Regions from separate parts of the Sus scrofa genome. Here region 1 is linked to region 2. The links are chromatin contacts, called in public targeted proximity ligation maps. All regions are on one chromosome and are shown on one strand. The core of a region is the stretch at or near the end of the contact, and the rest is flanking DNA. Distances in the headings are between cores, read along the strand shown.

The links.
Region 1: a targeted proximity ligation map of skeletal muscle shows a contact between it and region 2. A contact is called at or near these places in 2 of 47 Hi-C or Micro-C datasets (embryonic fibroblasts and liver) and 2 of 2 datasets of targeted methods (alveolar macrophages and skeletal muscle).

What each region holds. Positions count from the first base shown.
Region 1 is chr4:14,990,901-14,994,342 of Sscrofa11.1, reverse strand. The region is part of intron 3 of MTSS1 (metastasis suppressor protein 1); the gene reads right to left. Among named protein-coding and RNA genes, the nearest start is that of MTSS1, 59 kb to the right of the region's middle.
Region 2 is chr4:14,772,723-14,776,705 of Sscrofa11.1, reverse strand. No RefSeq gene overlaps it. Among named protein-coding and RNA genes, the nearest start is that of ZNF572, 52 kb to the right of the region's middle.

The sequences.
Region 1 (3,442 bases), core at 58-2,557, 220 kb before region 2:
TGTCTTTCTAAACTGGGCTCCTTTCCAGGTCCATCCAGCATCCAGCCCTCCTTAGCCACTTCTTCCCCAAGAAATACCTGCCACCATCAACATCCATTTCCTTGGTAAACATATCTTAGGAAAAAGAAATTGAGAGCCTCCAGTCACAAACACATCAGGATCAAGACTATGTGTATAAGATAAGACAAACCAGGAGTTCCCATCGCAGCACAGTGGTTAACGAATCCGACTAGGAACCATGAGGCGGCGGGCTTGATCCCTGGCCTTGCTCAGTGGGTTAAGGATCCGGCGTTGCTGTGAGCTGTGGTGTAGGTTGCAGACACAGCTCGGATCTGGCGTTGCTGTGGCTCTGGCGTAGGCGGGTGGCTGCAGTTCTGATTCGACCCCTAGCCTGGGAACCTCCATATGCTGCGGGAGCGGCCCAAGAAGTGGCAAAAAAAAAAAAAAAAAGATAAGACAAACCAAAGTTCCATTTCTGTTATACTCAGTGATTTTACAGGAAAATTCCCAACCAACGCAACACAAACTACATGCCTCCACCCCAGTAAATGCCATCCTGCCCATGTTTCAAGGGAAACCGAGCAGCTAAATCCACACTCTGTCTTTAGGGTTGTCAACTGGAACACATGCTTCATAATCATCTCGGGGAATGATAATTAAGACGCACTTTTTTTTTTTCCGTTCAGCATGTGTGGAGCAACAAGACTCTCCCGAACTGTAAGGATCCCCAGGGCGGTCTTCAACCACTCATCGTATTTTCGTTCACTGAAAACGACAGCGCAGCAAGAAGGGCATGGTGGAGAAATATGGCCTTTCCTTCACTGCCCGGGAAAGGGAGTCAAGCCGACGTCTGCTTCCTTTCCTCTCAAGTTCAGCCTCAAGAATCCAATCCATGCACTTGGCTCTGAAACGAAGTCATCAGGGTCTCCTTCTAGGTTCCTCCCCACTCAAAAATGAAGTCACTGTATGGTCCACACTGGACAGTGTGTTGTGTTAGTAAGGCGAGCTGTGCTTTTAAAGCGGTTCTCAACATCGAATGACGGTTCCACAGAGGTGAAGCAGGGCAGGCCGCACAAAATGCAACACGAAGCCAGAGAGGGGACCACACGTGTTCCTCCTCTCGGAGAAAATCACTCCTAGGGGGGCTGCCCGTGAAGCCACACAGGTCACGAGCACATACATGACCCAGATGTGGCTGGCTGAGTGAGCCCAACACGGGCCGGGATGCCAAACTCCTGCATGAAAGTCCCCAAGGGAGATTAGAGAGCGAAGGGCTGGCCTCCAGCTCTTCCATCCTGCGCTATTTTAAGCACCATGACTTCACTCTTGTTTGTTCTGAAGCGGCAGATGGGCCACATCAACTCCTGGTACTACGGGAAGATAAGGAGACCCAGATTCAAAGCAGCATCTTTCTCCTGCCTCCTGTTAGGGCGTCATGATGCTGGAACCAGGACGTGTTAGACAGCTGAAAGCACTGTTGCTTTGCTTTCTTTCTGTATTTCTCTCTCTTTTTTGAAAGCTTAATAGCACTGCACAAACACTGCCATGGTTCATGGAACCAGAAACCAGATCCACCTGAAAAATGACATGAGGTGAACTGCTGGTAAAGCAGCCAGCTTTTTTGGTTTTGAAGATGCACCCAACTGTGAGAGCAGCCCCGACCCCTCTCGACACGGAGGCTCCTCCACATCAGAGGGCAGAAGGGAAACTGCCAAGGATTCAAGGTAAACTGCGGCTTAAAGGCAGAACGGGGCTCCCGAGAAATATCTCATTACCCAAATATACCTCTCAAGGCACAAGGATTTTTTTTCTTGACGCTTGCCAAAAAACGCAAGGAACGAGACTATAGAAAGGGCAGGTATATTCATAGGTTACAACTGTCATCCCTCTCCCTGGCGCTGTACACCTTATTAAGAACTCCTGATGATCCTGTCATAATTCTTAGAAAATTATTCCTATTTTAAAGGAAAGAGAACCAGCTCAAAGAGGTGGGGGAAGGAGGTCCCGTGTTGCGGCTCGGTGGCAATGAACCTGACTGGTTTCCATGAGGATGCAGGTTCCATCCCTGTCCTTGCCTAGGGAGTTAAGGATCCAGAGTTGCCGTGAGCTGTGGTGTAGGTCACAGACACCACTCAGATCCCACAGTGTTGCTGTGGCTGTGGTGTAGGCCAGCAGCTACAGCTCCGATTCAACCTCTAGCCTGGACACCTCCATATGGCGCAGGTGACTAACCCATCTGCTCTGCGGAGGGACTGCCAAGAAATTCTTTTACAGAGGGAGGCAGACTCAAGCCTCAAGAGGAGTCCTGATCTTTCACGAGTCTATCCAGTTTGTCAGCTTTTGTCGCCCTGCCAGCCATTATCATATGGGAATAGTGAAGATGCACAGGAAAACCCAGGAGCCAGTCCTGCAGCTGCCACCTGCTAAGGACGTGACCTTGAGCAAGTTCCATCACCACGGAGCCTTGGGCTCCCCATGTGTGAAGGTGTATTTAGTTCTCCCTCTATTACAGACTAGAGACCAAAAACACCAGGGACTGACAGCTCCTGGCAATTGGGCAGGCACACCATATGTGGCAGCACTGACTCAGGTTGTGTGTGTGTGTCCATACGCGCACACACTTTTTCAATGAAACTGAAGTGAGACGGACATCACATAAAATTAACCATTTTATTTATGGGGGGGGGCATATCCATGGCATGGAGAAGTTCCTGGGCCAGGGATCAAACCTGAGCCACAGCAGTGACCCAAGCCACAGCAGTGACAATACCAGATCCTTAGCCTACTGCACCACCAGGGAACTCCCAATTAACCATTTTAAAGTGAACAATTCAGTGACATTTAGCACATTCAACAATGCTGTGCGATGACCACCTCTTTATCTACTTCCAAAATATTTTCATCACCGCAAAATAAGCAACCGTGCCCATATGGCAGTCAGTCTCCACCCCACATCACACATCTGCCTTTCGTCTCTGTGGATTTACCTACTCTGAACATGTCACATAAATGGAATCACAGAATAAGACCTTTTGAGCCTGACAATGAGGTAGCATATAAATGTTTTCAAGGTTCATCCAAGTTGTAGTAAATACCAGTATTCATTCTTTTTTGTAGTTGGGTAATATTCCATTGTGTGGATATACCACACTTGTTTATCCGTTTATCCGTGATGGGCAGCAGGGCTGTTTCCACTTTCTGGGTGTTGTGAATAGTGCTGCTCGAACACTCACGTAGCAGGTTAGCTCCTAAAGTGCTTCTACATTTGCTACCGACAAGTTTGTAAGGCAGACCTCAGTCATGTTAATAAATATTTGAGGTGCACGGCCTTCATTAATTTATCACACTCAAGTCCCTCCCCCTGCCTCTTTCTTTTTTTCATCAAGAAAAATGACTCCTAGGCATACAGTCGGAAAAGAGGAAAACTCTTAATTTGAAAAGA
Region 2 (3,983 bases), core at 991-3,490:
CACCACCCTTTCTTATAAATACCTCGGGTATTCGTTCTGTCTGCATGTTCCACTAGACTCTGAATTTCTTGAAGGGAAGAGACTATATCTTGTCTTCCATTTCATTCCTACTGCCTGGCACACCAATGCAGAGCAGCCTCTAAGTAAATTCTTGATGGGATGAGCAAAAGAATTTACTAACTCCTTCCACGTACTCAGAATCAAATAGTTTTGTTTTTGTTTGTTTGTTTAAATAAAGTCCAAAGGTGCCACCTCCCTCCTCCCTTCATCATCATTAGACAGTTTAGTTTGACAGCAAGGGGAAAAAGAAAAATCGTGGGAAGAAGGTAAGTGAATTACATCAGGATCTGAGCGGAAACAGATACTGCTAGTGATTGTTCTCGCCGGCTTATAACAGGCAGGATATAAATACACGTTATAGAAGAGGAAATTCAAAAGAGAAACAGGGAAGCAGGTTTGAGATTTTGAAAAATAGCATGTTCAGGACCCGCTTACTCAGAGGCAATTAGACTGTGACCCAGGGCAAATCATGCTTCACTTTGCTGTTATTGTTAGAATGAGAAGAAATTTCAAAAACCCAGGAGCCCCACCCCTTCCTATTTCATTGGAGCATAGATTATTTTTCAAGGGGTGAGGCTCGGGTTAAGGATGAGTGCTCCCCTCATTGAACACTCGAATCAACAGAGGCGGATATTGTCTTTCTTCTCAGTGACCCCCACCCCCATCCCATCTTTTTTTGCTAAACTTTAATTTTCAGGATATTTATGGGACATCTCAACTAAAGCTTTCCAGTAGATATACCATGGGCAGCATCAGTTTATTTTGTTTTATTGTTAAGGTAGTTGCTTTCATCTTAAAAAAAAAAAAAAGTTAACACTCAGCTATTTTGACTTCAGAAAAAAAAAAGGTAGTGAACACAGGTATTTTGACTTCAGGAAAATGACTTCCCTTGCCCATGGCATCTTGCAACCAAACGCACTCAAAGTCCTTTAATTATTAGGTAAGCTAGGTGGTTGCTACCCTAGATGACAAGGCGGGGTCTGCAAATGGTGCCTTCAGACACTGTGGATTCAGAGGCCAACACTTTGCAGAGGCCTCTGCATTGTGGACCTAATGGTGGTGTCTGGTTAAACTCCAGACCAGACCGGTGGGCTCTCCAGTGGGTGGGCTCTCCAGTGGGAATCCCAAGTGCCTCAGCGAGTTAGCAGTGTGGCAAGGTTCAGGGAGAAGATACAGAGACGTTTTCAGCCCACTCCCTGGAACCTTCCGTGAACTAGTGGCCACCCACCTGCTGATTTCCAGCTTGGGAAAACACAACTGCCTTCTGCTCCTGAAGAACTTCTTTCCTGCTTGCATGTCAAGGCTATTTCACAAGGCAGGGTCCTTGCCTACCCGTTACCTTCCTGAATAGGAGAAAGGATGGTGCATGTTGGATGTTAGCTATCTAAGCCATCTGTCAGTACTCAGGCTCCTGGTCTCTGACAACATCCCAGAGTGGCTGGAGAGGGGCTCAAGAAAGCTTCCTCAACTGGCTTCTGATGCTAAAGAAAGATTTTTCTAGAATGGTGGCCACGTTAACATTCAAATACTTTGGGGGCCATGCAGCAAATAAAATGAGAGAACAGGTGGGAGATATGATGACAAACGCAGTTCTCCCTCTGCCTACAGGCTTCAGATTCAGCTGTTGGCTTGTTTAGGTCCTGGGCCAGCAAAGTCAACACAGCCGCAGCCTGTCTTTGATTACGAGACCCAGAGTTTGCAGTACTCTGCCCATGTGCTCTTCTGGACAGCTTAGATGTTCCTGGCAAGGCCTTGGGTGGGTGGCAGATGAGACACGCCTTTGATCCACTGCCAACCCAGGCCAGCACTACCCACTTGGTGGCTTTAGACAGTTATCTTCTCTGAGTTCCAATTGCTTCATTTGTAAAATGAAGACAATGCCCACCTTATAAACTCTGTGTGTAAGGATGAGGTGAGATTCTGCACTGAGAGCATTTGCTACTACGTCTGGCACACACTTAGAAATGGCAGTGAAGTCTATGGCCATACCACCCTGAACACACCCGATCTTGTCTGATCTCAGAAGCTAAGCAGGGTTGGGTCTGGTTAGTACTTGGATGGGAGGAATGGCAGTGAAACCACAAGCCATGCTTACACATCAAGCCCCCAGTACAGAGCAGCCCCGGTGTCCAGTCAGGTCACATCTAAGTTTAGCCTCGGAGTCTCAGCTTGCACACCTGTCTCTCCTCGCCTCCTGACCCACTTTTGGGTCTTTCCCAGTGTAACCTTCCCAGCTTCCTCTCCCTCTCAGGCCCTGAGATTCAGCTTCTCAGCTTGACTCCTGGGGGCACCCTCCAGGAAGAGGGTTTGTGTTTGTCCTCCAGATCTCTCTAGAGGCACCTCAGCCATCCCTCCAAGAGGTATCTGGATTAGAATTAGCTGTGCTGCCTCTGGTCCAGGTTCTGAGGGGCCCAGGCCACGTCACCCATCAGTAGGCCTGAGATGGAGAGAGGACTGAAGATTCGGCATAGAGGGGCTCATGCTTATACTTCCTGGGATCCCAGCAGTGCCCAAATTCTCTGTGGCTCAGAGTCTTCACAGACATTCTTTTCTTGCTCTTCTGTTTCTCCCTGACCAAACCCTACCCGTGCGATCATTCTTAGCAAAATCCCTTTTTTCAGAAAAGCTGCTATGAATGAATGTTTGTGATTCCCCTCACCTCCACTGCTGCCAAAATTCATATCTTGAAGTCCTAACCCACAGTGTGGTGTTATTTGGAGGTGAGGCCTTTGAGAGGTGATTAGGTTTAGATGAGGTCATGAGGGTGGGGCCCTCAGGATGGTATTAGTGCCCTTATAAGAAGAGGAAGAGACCAGAGCCTTCTTTCCCTCTGTCGTGTGAGGACACAGGAAGGCAGCTGCCTGCAAGCCAGGAAGAAGGTCCCCACCAGGCAGCAAGTCTGAAGGCACCCTGATCGTGGGCTTCCCAGCCTCCAGAACTGTGAGAAATCATTGTTCGTTAAGCTATCTAGTCTGTGGATTGTGTTATAGTTGCCTGAAGTATGACAAGTGCTTTCCTTGGGTGACATTTATAAATTAGCCCCCTCCAATTATATCCTCTTAGGAAATATTCTATGTGTGTTTTTTTCACTGCATTTATTATCATTTGTATCTATACAAATTCCATACTCGAGTGAGCATTTGTTCAATTTTTTCCCCCTATTTTTATTAGGCTCTACTATATTGGGACATAAATACACATGTTACATTTGAGAACTTCCAAGTGGCATAACAGAAGTTTATTTTTGTCTCAGGTAAAACTGGAGTTGGGTTCGTGGCTTTGCTTAACAGAGTCACCTGTTTTTCCATCCTTAGGGTGTCACCTCATGTGTATGGCCCGAAATAGCTCAGAGCAATATCCTCATTCCTGCCAGTGGAGGGGACGGAAGGGGAAGGGGCAGTGACGCCCTTTCCCTTTAAGGGCTGGAGCTCCATGCCTGCCTGTCTGACGTACATGTAGCATCCAATAAATCACTTGAGGCCCTTCTGCTGCTGTGCAGCCCCTTACCCAGCTTAGCCTAACTCAGGGAGTGGCAGTCACTATTTGTCAGTGGAGAGCTATGGAAATAGGGCAATATCTATGCTCTGGAAACCACACATTTTTAAAAGAAGAATTGGTGTCTGCTGGGTCTCCTTCTGACTTCTGGTTCCTAGTAGTGCCTTCTCCACGGGCTCCTCTTTCCCAGGAAATGGCCTCTTCTTCCTGGACTGGACAGGCTGAGGTCCATGAAGCGGCTGGTGGCTGATTTTCAGGAGCCCAGCACCCACACCTAGTTCAAATGTCACCTCTTCTGTGAAGCCCTCCCTGACCCTCTTCCTCCCACTAGCTTCCTGCCCAGGAAGGCCTGGAAGAATGAATCACTTCCTCTGTACTCTCGCTGCTCCCTGCCCATTTCTGTTTGGGCTTTGATCCCACGGGTAACT